Linked DNA regions of Zea mays: region 1 is linked to region 2. A link is a contact called in public Hi-C data. All regions are on one chromosome and are shown on one strand. Each heading gives the region's core, a stretch centred on a gene start, on an enhancer-like site or on the middle of the called end of the contact. The rest is flanking DNA. Distances are from core to core; before and after follow the strand shown.

What was found. A called contact is a pair of places that touch in the nucleus more often than the background predicts.
Region 1: a contact with region 2 is called in a Hi-C map of tassel, with 4 times the contacts expected there. The contact joins the promoter of LOC100383702 here to the promoter of LOC111828497 in region 2. A contact is called at or near these places in 7 of 25 Hi-C or Micro-C datasets (bundle sheath, ear, endosperm and 2 more) and 1 of 3 datasets of contacts at active chromatin or transcription factors (leaf).

Annotation. Positions count from the first base shown.
Region 1 is chr1:49,874,536-49,881,744 of Zm-B73-REFERENCE-NAM-5.0, reverse strand. LOC100383702 (Phytochrome B) reads right to left here and starts at 1,449. Exons shown (of 4, transcript NM_001176339.1): 1 at 1-1,449. The coding sequence starts at 1,449.
Region 2 is chr1:49,661,352-49,668,251 of Zm-B73-REFERENCE-NAM-5.0, reverse strand. LOC111828497 reads left to right here and starts at 1,326. Exons shown (of 9, transcript NM_001360189.1): 1 at 1,326-1,947. The coding sequence starts at 1,528. It overlaps LOC100273099, which reads left to right. Exons shown (of 8, transcript NM_001147548.1): 8 at 1-58.

The DNA.
Region 1 (7,209 bases), core at 200-2,699, 210 kb before region 2:
ATGATAATACAGTGCAGCCCCGTCGCACTTCACAAGGTCCATGATGCTGGGGCTCTGCGTGACGATGCCAGTTGGTGAATCTCGTAGTAGCATGTCACACAATAGCGTCTGAGTTCGCAGAATGTGCTTCTCTGACAGCTGGTGCGCAAGCTGCAACTCCATGTTGAGCTGCAACCCAAATGCCTGCATGAGAAACTCGCAAGCATACCTCAATGGAAAAGGGATACACCGTGGTGATGTATGGTGGCACACCACTAACCCCCACAACTTCATTGCCGACGAGATGCCACCCCGACCTGTTTGCTCATCGTCACCGCCACTGCTAATGATGACTGCCATAACAAGCGACGCAATTGACCCCATGTTCGCCATGTACTGTGCATGACACCCGTGTGGAGCGCGTAGCGTGGAGCCTACCAAACACAGAGGCTGCGACAGCCCAGGATCTTGAATAACTCTCACCGGGGTGGCATGGCAATCGGCAATCATTCGCACGCGGTTCTGCCGGAACAGGAAGCGCGACGCCTGGGGGATATCTGTGGCGGGATAATGCAATCCGAGGTAAGGCTCAAGGTTGTCGCGCCGGCTCTCGGCGACAACTTCCCCGTGCTCGTCTTCATGGAACCTGTACACCATGACACGGTCATAACCCGTGAGCTCGCGAACATGCTCCACGACTGTGTCGCAGAGAAGCTTGACGTCCCCGCCGGGTAGCGCCTGGAGGCGGGAGATGGCGCGGACCGCCAGTTTCTGGGACTGGACTGCACCGGCGATGGAGAGAGCGGGGTCCTCGGTGCGGGCGGGCTCGAGGTCGATGACGACGCCGACGTCGATGCGGTGGAGGATGGCGTAGAACGGCTTGGAGGAGACCCTGGAGTGGATCCATATCGGGTTGAGCAGCGAGATCTCGCGCGCGGCGAAGGCGCGCTCTAGGAGGACCGCGGACGAGGGGGAGAAGAGGAGGCGCGCGTCGGCACCCAGGGAAACGTGGGGCGGCGCAGAGGAGTCCAGCGAGGGAACGGAGTGGTGAGGCGACAGGTCGAGCAGGTCGGGGGAGTTCTCGGAGAAGGCGAGGAGGCGGAAGGAGGAGTCGTCGGCGACGGCGAGCGTGCAGCCGAAGGGCTGGATGTGGCCGCCGCGCTGGATGCGGGAGAGGTAGGCGGCGATCTGCTGCTCGGAGGACGGCGTGGGCGGCGCGCGCAGCGATTGGGAGTAGTCGAAGCTGCGGCCCGACGCGCCCGATTGCTCGAACACCGCGTGTAGGCGCGCGTCTAGGGTGTACTGGGCGACGGCCTTGGAGACCGACTCCGTGGCCGCGGCTCCCCCGCCCGCGCGGGACGTGCTCCCGCCCGACGACTGGGAGTGGTGGTGGTGGTGCGCGTGACGCGGCGCCTCGGGCCGCGCGGAGGAGGGGGAGCGCGTGGGCGTGGCGCGGCTGCCCGACGCCATGGCGGGGTTGGGGGAGACCTGGGGCTCTCTCTGGATTAGGCGGCCCCGTCCGGTCTTGTGCGCTCGTCAGTCGTCTCGTCGGCTCGCTCGCCCCCTCGACTGAGGTTCTTCCGATAGCTTTGCTTTGGTTTGCTTCACCGCTCTCACTGTCACTGGTCGCTTACTGGGGCGTGGAGCCAAGGATATTGCGCGCAAGGCGATGACGATGGCGTGGCTGGGATAGGGATGGTACTGGGGAAGTGGGGATCGGGGTTGCCGGGTTGGGCCGCAGTGGTTTCAGGTTTGGAATGGATAGCACTCGCGCAGTCACGCTGGGGACGACGACGAACTCCAAACTTGAAAGCTGAAGTGGATACGGATGCTCTTACCTTTGCAGCTTTTATTTAGGCGCTGAAAACTAGGAGTATATTCTTATTTATTTCTTTAGCTAGTTTGACAAATCTATTTATTAAGGGCTAGTTTAATAACTTCATTTTTCTAAAAGTTTTTTTCCAAATAAAAAATGTACTATTTTTTTGGGAAAATAAGGTTCTCAAAGTCAAACTGATCCTAAGGGATTCTCATTTTCTTACTGTCGGCGTTTCGAGACCGGGGGTCCCTGGGCCGACGAGTGAAAATGTCGCCGCGTGCCCCAGTCAAGATGGGTCGGCGCGAGATGGAGCGCGAAGGGGGGAAGAAAAGGCAGCCGAAGCGAGAGAGAGATGGAAATCCCGCGGCCTTCGTGTTTGTCCCGCGCCCAGGTCGGGTGCGCTTGCAGTAGGGGGTTACAAGCGTCCACGCGGGAGGGGGAGCGAGCGGCCTCACGCGAGCGCCTGTCCCGTCCTCTTCCCCGCGCGGCCAACCCTCTGTAAGAGGGCCCTGGTCCTTCCTTTTATAGGCGTAAGGAGAGGATCCAGGTGTACAATGGGGGGTGTAGCAGGGTGCTACGTGTCTAGCGGAGGAGAGCTAGCGCCCTAAATACATGTCATCGTGGCAGCCGGAGAGGTTTTGGCACCCGGTTCATGTGGTGTCGTGGCCGTCGGAGGAGCGCTGGAGCCTGGCGGAAGGACAGCTGTCGGGGCTGTTGAGTCCTTGCTGACGTCCTCTTGCTTCCGTAAGGGGGCTGAGAGCCGCCGTCGTCATAGAGCGTGCGGGGTGCCATCATTACTTGTCTGGCGGAGCGAGCCAGATGGGACGCCGGTCTTGTTCCCCGTAGCCTGAGTTAGCTTGGGGTAGGGTAATGATGGCGCCTCCTGTTGACGTGGTCGGTCCGCGCCCTAGGTTGGGCGATGTGGAGGCTCCTCCGAGGTCGAGGTCGAGTCTGTCTTGCGTGGCCGAGGTCGAGTCCGAGCCCCTGGGTCGGGCGAGGCGGAGACCGTCGGCTGAAGCCAGGGCTAAGTCCGAGCCCTAGGGTCGGGCGAAGCGGAGTTCGTCGTCTTCTGGGGCTGAGCCCAAGTCAGAGCCCTGGGTCGGGCGGAGCGGAGTTCGCCGTCTTCCGGGGCTGAGCCCAAGTTCGAGCCCTGGGTCGGGCGGAGCGGAGTTCGCCGTCTTCCGGGGCTGAGCCCAAGTCCGAGCCCTGGGTCGGGCGGAGCGGAGTTCGCCGTCTTCCGGGGCTGAGCCCAAGTCCGAGCCCTGGGTCGGGTGGAGTGGAGTTCGCTGTCTTCCGGGGCTGGGCCCAAGTCCGAGCCCTGGGTTGGGCGGAGCGGAGTTCACCGTCTTCCGGGGCTGAGCCCGAGTCCGAGCACTGGGTCGGGCGGAGCGGAGTTTCCTATGGTGCCTGAGGCCGGGCCTGACTGCCTGTCAGCCTCACTCTGTCGAGTGGCACAGCAGTCGGAGCGGCGCAGGCGGCGCTGTCCTTCTGTCAGGCCGGTCAGTGGAGCGGCGAAGTGACTGCGGTCACTTCGGCTCTGTCGACTGGAGGACGTGCGTCGGGATAAAGGTGTCAGGCTGCCTTTGCATTAAATGCCCCTGCGATTTGGTCGGTTGGTGTGGCGATTTGGCCAGGGTTGCTTCTTGGTGAAGACTGGGCCTCGGGCGAGCCGGAAGTTCGTTCGTCGCTGGAGGGGGGCCTCGGGCGAGACGGAGATCCTCCGGGGTCAGCTGCCCTTGCCCGAGGCTGGGCTCGGGCGAGGCGTGATTGAGTCCCTCGAATGGACCGATCCCTGACTTAGTCGCACCCATCAGGCCTTTGCAGCTTTGTGCTGATGGGGGTTACTAGCTGAGAATTAGGAGTCTTGAGGGTACCCCTAATTATGGTCTCCGACAATAGCCCCCGAGCCTCGAAGGGAGTGTTAACACTCGCTTGGAGGCTTTTGTCGCACTTTTTTGCAAGGGGACCAGCCTTTCTCGGTTGCGTTTTGTTCCGGTGGGTGCGCGCGAGCGCACCCGCCGGGTGTAGCCCCCGAGGCCTCGGAGGAGTGGTTTGACTCCTCTGAGGTCTTAATGCCTCGCGCAATGCTTTGGCTGGTCTGGTCGTTCCCTCATGCGAGCTGGTCGTAGCCCGGGTGCACGGTCGGGTCCCAAGTTCTCAGGCTGGTATGTTGACGCTGTCAACGATTTGGCCGGAGCCGGGTTTGCGAGAGCAGCCCCCGAGCCTCTGCACAGGGCGAGAGGACGGTCAGGGACAGACTCGACTTTTTTACATACGCCCCTGCGTCGCCTTTCCACAAGGAGGAGGGGGAAAGCGCCATGTTGCCCTCGGAGGGCACCGAACATGGTGTCTCCGGTGAGCTGCTGGCGGGTAATCCGAGCGGACGTCCGTGCCCCATTTGTTAGGGGTCGGCTAGAGGCCTAGAGGCGCGCCCAAAAGTACCTGCGGGTGATCTGCCGGACCCGGTCCCCTGTCGACGGGGTCCGAGGGCTCGATGCCTCCCTCTGATGGGATTCTGTTACAAGATCGTTCCCGCTGGTCTCGGAAATGTCCTAGGGTACCTTGGGAGCGTAGCCCGAGCCTTGGTTATGTATCGAACGTACCTAGGGTCATCCCTCGCTCTATGTCTGAGGCGGCTGTGAAACCTTCGAGGGCCAGCCTTCGAACCCCTGATCAGTAGTGGGCGCGGAGCCCGAGTGGCCTGAGGCAGCCGTTGAACCCTTCCGAGGGGCTGGCCTTCGAACCTCTGACCAGTAGTGGGTGTGGAGCCCACGCGCTCTGAGGCAGTTGTTGAACCCCTCCGAGGGGCCAGCCTTCGAACCCCTGATCAGTAGGGAGGCTCGGAGCCTGTTTCCTTCACGGGGAAGGATCCTTTTCGGGGTATCCCCCTTTCCCGGTCCCTGTTGTAAGAGAGAGAAAGAGGAAAAGGAAAAGGATACGAAATCGAATGACGCGGCGTACCTTTTTGGACGCGGTCGTTATGGCGAAGGCGAAGCGTCGCTTGCTTCTCCTGCCAGAGGCGCCGCCTGTCCCGCCGCGGAGTTAATGCGATGGAGCGGGCGGTTCGCGGGGTGGCCGTTGCGCGTGCGCGAACCGTTCGAGGAACGGAACACGGGCGCGTCGTCTTCACGCCGTGAGAGAGGGTTCTCTCACTGCCCCAGGATGGGACGTAAGCTTGGCTGATGACGTGACCGCTGCTCCTGCCCGCCTGCCACCGCCATTACTGCCGACCCATTTTTGGTCGTATTGACCGTCGCGCCTGGCTGGCACTGCTGGGTCGTACGCAGGGTTGCCTCGAGTCGCGGTACTGGTTCCGCAGTCGAGAAGGCGTGGCAGTGGTGCGAGTGGCGGTGCAGTTGCTTGCACGTAGCGACCGGCGCGCCGGTTGCGTGACGCGTGGGCGTGGGCCCCCGCGCTGGGTGCGTTGGAAGTCGGAGGGGCACGCCCACTTGGCGTGGTTGCATGCCGCCTGCATGGCTGCCCGCCCTTTCGCCCGCTGGTCTGGGCGAAAGCGGAGGAATGCTCGTAACCGCTGGGTGGTTGCATGCACCGCGCGCGGCGGTTTGGCTTCTTCTGCTCTGGGCCAGCTTGCATGACGCGTGGGACCCAGCCCCCGCGCCGTAGGGGGAGGACCTTGGAGCGTGTTGGAGAAGACTCAGCCCATGATGGCTGGGGACGCAAGTAGGGTGTTGGGGACTTGTTCTCAAATGCTAAGAGTTAAGAACAAGGCAACATAGAAAATGTTAGTCGTTAATATCCTTCGTCCTCCGAAGTATTATTTCCCTTAGGATATAATGACTTGCGGACGAAGGTGATGAAGGTCATACCTTCATAAATTCATCAAACAACGATGAAGGATGAAATATAAAGAATGTAAAAGAAAACATGAACAATCATTTATTATTATTGAGCATAAACAAAAATATTATTAAACTACAAGTGTACCTTCAATCGGAAGGAAATGACAGTACAAGCGTGACGCAAAAAGCGAATGCCCAGTCAGCATGAACAGTACGGGGATACTGTTCACCTATTTATAGACACGGGACACAGCCCTTACAAAATTACATTCATGCCCTTTACATTTGATAATAACTCTATAGTAGTCTATCGAGGTCTGAATAGCCTTTTCATCTTTAAGTCGGTTCCACTCTTTGCTGTTACGCCGAAGCTTTCCTGCTCAACACCTTCGGCCCTGTATCAAGCTTCGTATTATTCCGGTCTGCTGCAATGCCGACTTTAGTCCGAGGGTACCTGTTCACACATTGTACTACAGAAATACTGTTAAATCCTGTTTTTGAGGACCTTCGGACGCCGAAGGTCCCCAACAGTAGCCCCTCGCAATATTAATTTGCTTGAAATAATAAATTTAGATTGCGATATGGACGAAGGCTTTACACCGAAGGTCCGAAAAAACACCTTCCCTTTGCTAGAATAGCAACATTCAATGACAAGTGGGGTCTTTCAACTTTCAACGCACCGAGCGTATAAATACGGCCATACCGCAAACTCATTTTGCACGCTTTCTGGCCAACCACTCCCGCTCACTCAATTTTTAGCTCTTGTGCGCTGTGATTTGCTAAGCTTTCAGCTTTGAAGCTTCGGATTTGAGAACAGTTTTTTAGTGTTTCCGAAGATGTCTGAAGCTGCTAAGAAGGCTGCTGCTGAGATGAAGCTGAGTCTTGATGAAGAGAAGAACTTAGGATTTCTTATAGCGATGTCGAAGACCAACACAGAAAAAATCACCAAGGAGATTCTAGAAGGGCTGTCTGAAGATACTGGTGACAGTGAAAGTTATGATGTGGACAGTGGTGGCGAGGACTCCGAAGATCGCCCCTGGCGACCAAGCCATTCAGTTTATGGTAAATCAACTATCAAAGAGAATCATCTTGTTAACATGAGAGGAAGGTATTTCCGGGATTTGTCCGTTGTGAGGGCCGACGAAGGGGAGAAGACTTGTCCACACCCCGAAGAGAATGAAGTTGTAGTGTTCCGAAGCTTTTTGAAGGCTGGGCTGCGATTGCCCTTGAACAACTTCGTTGTGGAGGTGCTGAAGATTTTTGAAGTCTATCTTCACCAACTTACCCCCGAGGCAATCATAAGGCTGAATATCTTTGTGTGGGCTGTACGAAGCCAAGGTCTGAAGCCTGATGCAAAAAGTTTCTGCAATATGCACGAATTATCATACGAGACAATACCTTGGGGTAAGGAACAGTATCACAATAACTTTGGCTGCTACAATTTTGTTTCTCGGTCTGGATAAGTTGCCCCGTGCCAACTTTTCGGAAAAGATGGCCCAGCGGCTGGATGACAGAATGGTTCTATGTAAAAAATGATCTGAAAGCACGAGAAGACATCAAGGGTATAATTATGCGCCCTATTTGGCAAAGCTTCGGCCTTCGTAGGCCGAA
Region 2 (6,900 bases), core at 77-2,576:
GTTTTTATCGTAGGAAACAATTTCTATATGCTATACATCAAACCGGTTATTGGCGGCTCATGACTTTGACGATTGTTTCATTGGTTGCATAATATTTGAATATATCTAAATTTGGTTCGAATGCTGAAGTGAATTTTTTCTATGATAACGCTGATTTGTTGAAAGATCTGCCCCGTGCCCGTAGGATCCCTGTCTTTTCCTACGATGAGCAATCCATAGCAATTCTATTTAAATAAAAAATTTAGTTTAAAATGGGAGGTTTTCGCTCCCTTGTTTTAGCACCCTTTCTTCCAAACTAATCCTTAAGAGCATCTTAAAAAACTAGTTAAATAGCTCGTTAAGCCAAATATTGACTATTCAACAACAAAATAACTCTGTAACAGACTAGCTATCTGACTCGTTAAGCTATCTGATTATCTAAATTAGCTCTCACTAGCTAAATTTAGCTAGCCATCTGATTAGTAAAACTAGATAAATAGTCTGTTGGATATAAGGTAGCGTTTGGATCCAGAGTATAGGGTCATGGAGCCACTCTATTATAGTATATAGCGTGTTTGGTTTGATTCTACGTAGAATCGATAGGCTCCAAAAAGAGAATATTCATTCAATATACTGCATCTCTGGGCTCCAGAAAAACACTCGAACCTATACGCTCGAGTTCTCCAGTCGCAGCGTGGGGCTGTGCCCCTGTTCTCTCCCCTCCCGTCGTAGCGTCTCTGTTCTAAACTATGTAAATCGTGCGGGCTGTTCTGTCAAATCTAGTCATTACTCATTAGTCTTTAATAGCTTAAAGTATTATAATTTTTTTATCTCCACATTTATGACCGTGAAAACCATATACGTATTGTAATTATATTATTTTTTGTTTGAATTAGTAATATTATTATTTTTGTGTATATATATGGAGAAGATCTATTCTATCCACTCTATAATTGAACACAGAATGGGTTGTTCCATTCTACTTCATTCTAGAACCAAACAAAAAAATAGAGTGACTCTGTTCTAACTGTCAAACACAGAACGGAGCCATTCTGTTCTTAGAATCTGGAACGGAGCCATTCCATCCAAATAGACTCTGGAACCAAACACTACCTAAATAGACAGTCAAACAAAGAGCTAAAAATAAAAAGTCTCTTGGATATGCTCTAAAGAGGGAAGAGTAAAATTTGCGTATACTCTTAGTAATTTAAGTTAACAAACAAGCAACTAGATTGAGTTCAAATCAAGTCTAAAATTTTGCCCCACCCTTTGAATCCATTCAATTTCACGAAAAATCTGCAGAATCCTGTAGCATTTACCGGAGCCCAAAATATCCGTATGAATGCGGCCCGTCACCCTTGAGAAGTTTGAGACAACGCCGCACTTCAGGTCCTATCGGCAATCTGGGCACCCACTGCCACTAGCCTGAATGCCCCCACAAGTTCTAGGGTTTTAGGTCCAAGGTTTTTGTGCAACCTTCGTCCGCGCGCCACCAATTTCTTAGCAATTAGTACCTCACACGTGCTCCCTCTGCTGCTGCGCCGCTCTATGGCTGACCCATTGGACGCGGCCGCCGCCTTCGGTGTATCCACCAACGACAACAATGTCGACGACGTCGAGGACCTTTACGCGGACCTCGACGAGCAGGTCGCCGCCGCGCTCGCTGCCGCAGGGGAGAGTGGCGGCTCAAACGCGAGGGATTCCGACCCCCTCACCGACGGCGAGGGGGAGTTCCCGGAGCCCGACGAGAACGAGGCGGTGGATTTGGGCGACGGGACCGAGGGCTACAGCAGCAGCGATGATGAGAGCGATGATGGCCTTCGCATCGTGCTGAACGAGGACACCAGCGCGCCACTGCCGCCGCCCCCTGTGGGGCGCGGCGAGGGATGCGTGGCTGAGGATGAGGAGGGAGATGATACGAGCAACCGTGTGAAGGTTTCATCTGTTAACGATGGCGGGTGGGCAACGGTATGATTCTTGAATTGGCTGAGTAATTGGTAGTATTAAGATTCTTATTGGTGCTGTAGTGCGAAATTGGAGTATTATAGGTGTAGTTAGGGGTGTTTGGTTTGTAGGGACTAATTTTTAGTACCTTCATTTTATTCCATTGTAGCCCAAAATTGTCAAATACAGAAAATAAATTATAGTTTTAGTTTCCGTATTTAGCAATTTAGGGACAAAAATGGAATAAAATAGAGGGACTAAAAATTAGTCCCTAGAAACCCTAAACCCTTTAATTCAGGGGAGGTTCTAGATACTTTGGTGCTGTGGCGTATTGCATGTTTTATGTGGGTTCCTGCCAATCCTATTAAACTTCTTGTGAGCTTCAAGTCGATTGACTCTCTATTCCAATTTCCTCTGTGCTGAATTGCTGATACATGTAGCTCGAGGATGTTGTGTTGCAGTTGTTTACTTAATGATGTATGTATTTCTAAGCAAAACAATTTGGATGAATGTATTGCATATGTGGCTTCTATCCAACTATGCAAGTCACAAGGAAAGGGGGAAGCCTAGCAAGATGATTTGCTTGCTTAATCTTTCATTGATTGAAGGGGTACATTTATAGGGCTGAGATAGCAGCCATCCTTATCTAATATCTTAACAAACCCAATCCTTATGTATCTAAACAAACTCCTTATCCCTATCCATCTAAACAAACTAACTGATAGTTATCCATCTAAACAAACTAACTGATTTTATTAGGGCAGCTAGGCTGTCGGTCATAACAGATCCAGATGATGAAAACTTCCACAAGTGAGAATCAGGCACTCCAGGCTGCAGAACAACATCCTCAAGAACATGATACAGCTCAAAAAATTCCAGCAACACTCTAAAAGTTAGGGCATCACTGACCAGCCTTTTGTTGATCCTTCTTCTAGGGACCATGGCTACAAGAGGGGTCAATCTTACTAACACTCCTATTGCAATTAACCATCTGTCCTTCCAGAAGAGTGTATTGGTACCATCCCCCACTACTGTAACCACAGCCGCCTCAAAGAGCTTCTGAACCTCTTTACTAGAATGAGTAGAAAAAACGGTCCAAGGTTTATTAGACTCAGTCTTTTGCAACCAAGGCCATCTAACCCGAAGAGCCCAGCATAACGATTTTAAATCATGCAGCCCCAGACCACCCAGTTCCTTTGATCTAGTAACTTTAGGCCACACGAGCAAACAGAGCCCTCCATTACCCTCTTTTCTGCCCCTCCACAAAAAGCCTTTTCGGAGTTTATCAATTTCCTTGATGGCCCAGTAAGGCAAATCAATAGCCATTGCAGTATAAATTATTTTTGCAGTCATAACAAACTGAACGTATACTGCCCTGCCAGCTCGGTTCATCATCTCAGCTTTCCACCCTGGGAGCATGGATGCCACTTTATTGATCAACATACAGATCTGGGATCGAGGCAACTTATATAACGCTAAGGGGAGGCCCAGATAGGTGCAAGGGAAAGCAGAGAACTCACAAGGAAGCATACTTTTAGCCACAACAACCGTATCACTTGAGCAATGATTTGGAAGCACATTACTTTTCTGGACATTAGTTTTGAGGCCTGAAGCTGTACCAAACAGTTGAAGAATGTTCAGCAACAAACTTATGTCAGGAGGGTCGGGCCGCAGGAAAATCATCACATCATCCGCATAAAGAGAAATGCGATGTTGCAATGGTTTTGAGGACAATGGTTGCAAGAGACCTTCCTCAGACGCCTGCTGAATCAGCTGTGATAGAATATCCATTACTAAAATAAAGAGCATAGGCGAGAGGGCATCGCCTTGCCTCAGCCCCCTTTGGTACAGAATACGCTCACCTGGAATCTCATTGACTAAAATCTGAGTAGAAGAGGTAGCCAACAGCCCACTAATAATATCACACCAAATCTGCCCAAATCCAAACTTCTTCACGACTTCAATAAAAAAGCCCAAGATATTGAGTCGAAAGCCTTTGTAATATCTAATTTGAAAAGAATGCAGGGCTGTTTCTTTCGGTGAAGAAAATGGACTGTTTGTTGCACTAACATGAAGTTGTCCTGTATGAACCGTTTCTTGATGAAAGCAGACTGGGTTGGGGCAACCATTTACTGCAGTTTTCCAGCAAGCCTATTAGCCAAAAGCTTTGTGACCAATGTAGCAAAACTGTGTACGATACTAATTGGTCTGAAATCTTTCACATTCTGTGCTCTCTCCCTTTTAGGCAACCGAGTGATGTAGTGTCAAGGGCCTTAGAGTCTAGGGAAGGGGGCCCTCGGCTACGTAGGTCGTACCCTCGGTCCGTCTTCTCCGGTGAGGTTTTACCCCTCTTCCGAAGGCTTGAGAGTGGTAGGGAGAATGGAGGAAATAACTGTGTTATTGCTCGTCTCTCAAAGGAGCCAGCTACAAGGCTTTATAGCCTACGGTGTAACAAAAGGGGAAACTAATCCCTCTGATTTAGGATCTCTACTAAAAGGAAACTGATCTCTATGATTATTTCTTCTTCTAGCCGCCCTTCCTTCTATAGAGGTGGCGGCTGCATGTCCTTTGATTCTTTCCTTCTTCTAGCCACTGATTTCTTGGCTTTCCTTTTCTGCTGCTGACGTGGCACTGGCTGCTGCTCTTTCTGCAGCGCGCCTCCCGTCTCTTGCGCGCCTCCGACGGTTATAGGGGAGGCCCCACATGACATCTCTCCCCCCCTCGACTGGCAGCTCGTCCTCGAGCTGAAACGACGGGTGCTTGGCGCTGAAATCTTCCCAGTCTTCCCAAGTTGCAGCGGAGGCTGGCTGACCCTTCCAACGCACCAGGACCTCTTTTATCCCCCTTGCGAGGCGGGAACGCACCACCCGTTCCGGCTCGGGTATCACCTTTCCATGGAGCAGCTCAGGAAGCTCCGGGGGAGAGGTCGGTGGTGCGCCCACCCATTTCTTCAAGAGCCCCACATGGAACACATCATGAATCTTGGCCTTTGGTGGTAGAGCTAGGCGAACCGCGACGTCATTGATGATTTCAGTGACGCAATAGGGCCCAAAGAATCTGGGCTGCAGCTTTCCCTTCTGTGCCAGGGACATGGACGCCACCGGCCGATTGCGGAGACGCAACAGGACCCAGTCCCCCACGTTGTAGGCCACCGCCCGGTGTTTGTTGTCGTAGAACCGTTTCTGTACAGCCTGAGCCTGCTCCAGGCGATGTCGTACATCCTCCAGGAATGCTTCCCGCTCTGCCATTGTCTTGGCCACTGCTGCCACCCGGGTATCCCCCGCCTCATAGGACCGGATGGATGGGGGATGTCGACCATACACCACATGGAAGGGTGTGTCGCGGAGCGAAGACTGGTACGCCGTGTTGTATGTGTACTCGGCCCAAGGCAGCCACTTGAGCCACTCACGTGGCCGATCTCCCGTGAAACAGCGAAGGTACATGGTGATGACTTTGTTGGCCGCCTCCGTCTGTCCATCTGACTGTGGGTGGAATGCTGATGACATATGAAGCTTGGCGCCCATGAGCCTCATTAGTTCTTGCCAGAACATGGAGGTGAACACGGCATCGCGATCGGAGACGATCGATTGCGGCATGCCATGGAGACGTACAATGTCGGAGAAGAACGCCTGTGCCACAGTCTCGGCGGAGTATGGGTGAGCCAGGGGAATAAAGTGTGCGTACTTACTGAAGCGATCCACCACTGTCAAGATGACGGACTTGCCACGAACACGCGGTAGAGCTTCGATGAAATCGAGGCCAATGTCCGACCATACGTCCGTCGGGACCGGCAGAGGTAGCAGCAACCCAGCCGGCAGGAGGTGCTCCGACTTATTGCGCTGGCAGGTCGAGCATGCCCGGACGAAGTCTTGCACCACCCGGCGCATGTCGGGGAAGTGAAAATCCCGACGGAGGCGATGGAGAGTGCGCTGTACGCCCTCGTGGCCGTCCCCATGGACAGCGGCCAATATCTCCTGGAGGAGTGGTGATGCCGATGGAATGAAGATGCGGCCGTCGTACGTGAGGAGCCCGTCGACAATGGCCCAAGGCGCGCCGCGTAGGCCTGCTGTTAGCTCCTCCTTGAGCGCCACTACCGCCGGGTGGTTGGCCTGTTCTTGCCGCAGCTGGGCAATGTAGTCGAAGCGTGGCGCGGACACCGCTAGGACTGCACCCTCTGGCGTGTCGCGGCGAGACAGGGCGTCTGCCACCCCGTTCTGAGCGCCAGGCTTGTACTCGACACTGAAGTCAAACCCCAGCAGCTTGCCCACCCAGTGATGTTGGGGAATGGTAGCTAGCCGCTGGTCGAGGAGAAACTTCAAGCTGTAGTGGTCGGTGCGTACGATGAACCGACGCCCCCATAGGTATGGTCGCCAGTGCCGGACAGCATGGACGAGTCCGATGAGTTCCCTCTCGTATGCAGCGAGAGAGCGGTGCCGGGGCGCCACTGGCCTGCTGAAGAAGGCGATGGGGTGGCTGTCCTGGATGAGCACCGCCCCAAACCCATGGGACGACGCGTCGCACTCGACGATGAATGGCTTGGTGAAGTCTGGTAGCGCGAGGACTGGTGCCGAAGTGACTGCTGTCTTCAGTGCCATAAATGCTGTCGTGGCCTCCTCTGTCCAGGAGAAGCCCTCCTTCTTGAGCAGCGCTGTCAGGGGTGCCGCTATGACACCGTAATCGTGTACGAATTTGCGGTAGTAGCCTGCAAGGCCTAAAAAGCCCCTGACCGCCCGCGCCGAACGAGGTTGTGGCCAGTCCCGGACAGCTTCCACCTTTGCGGGATCCATGGCGACGCCGGAAGCGGAGATGACGTGGCCCAGGTAAGCCACCGATGGGACAGCGAACGCGCACTTGGACTGCTTGACGAAGAGCTGATGCTGCTGGAGCATGGTCAACACCGCCCGGATATGACGCAGGTGGTCGGCCCAGGAGGAGCTGTAGATCAAGATGTCGTCAAAAAACACCAGCACAAATCGA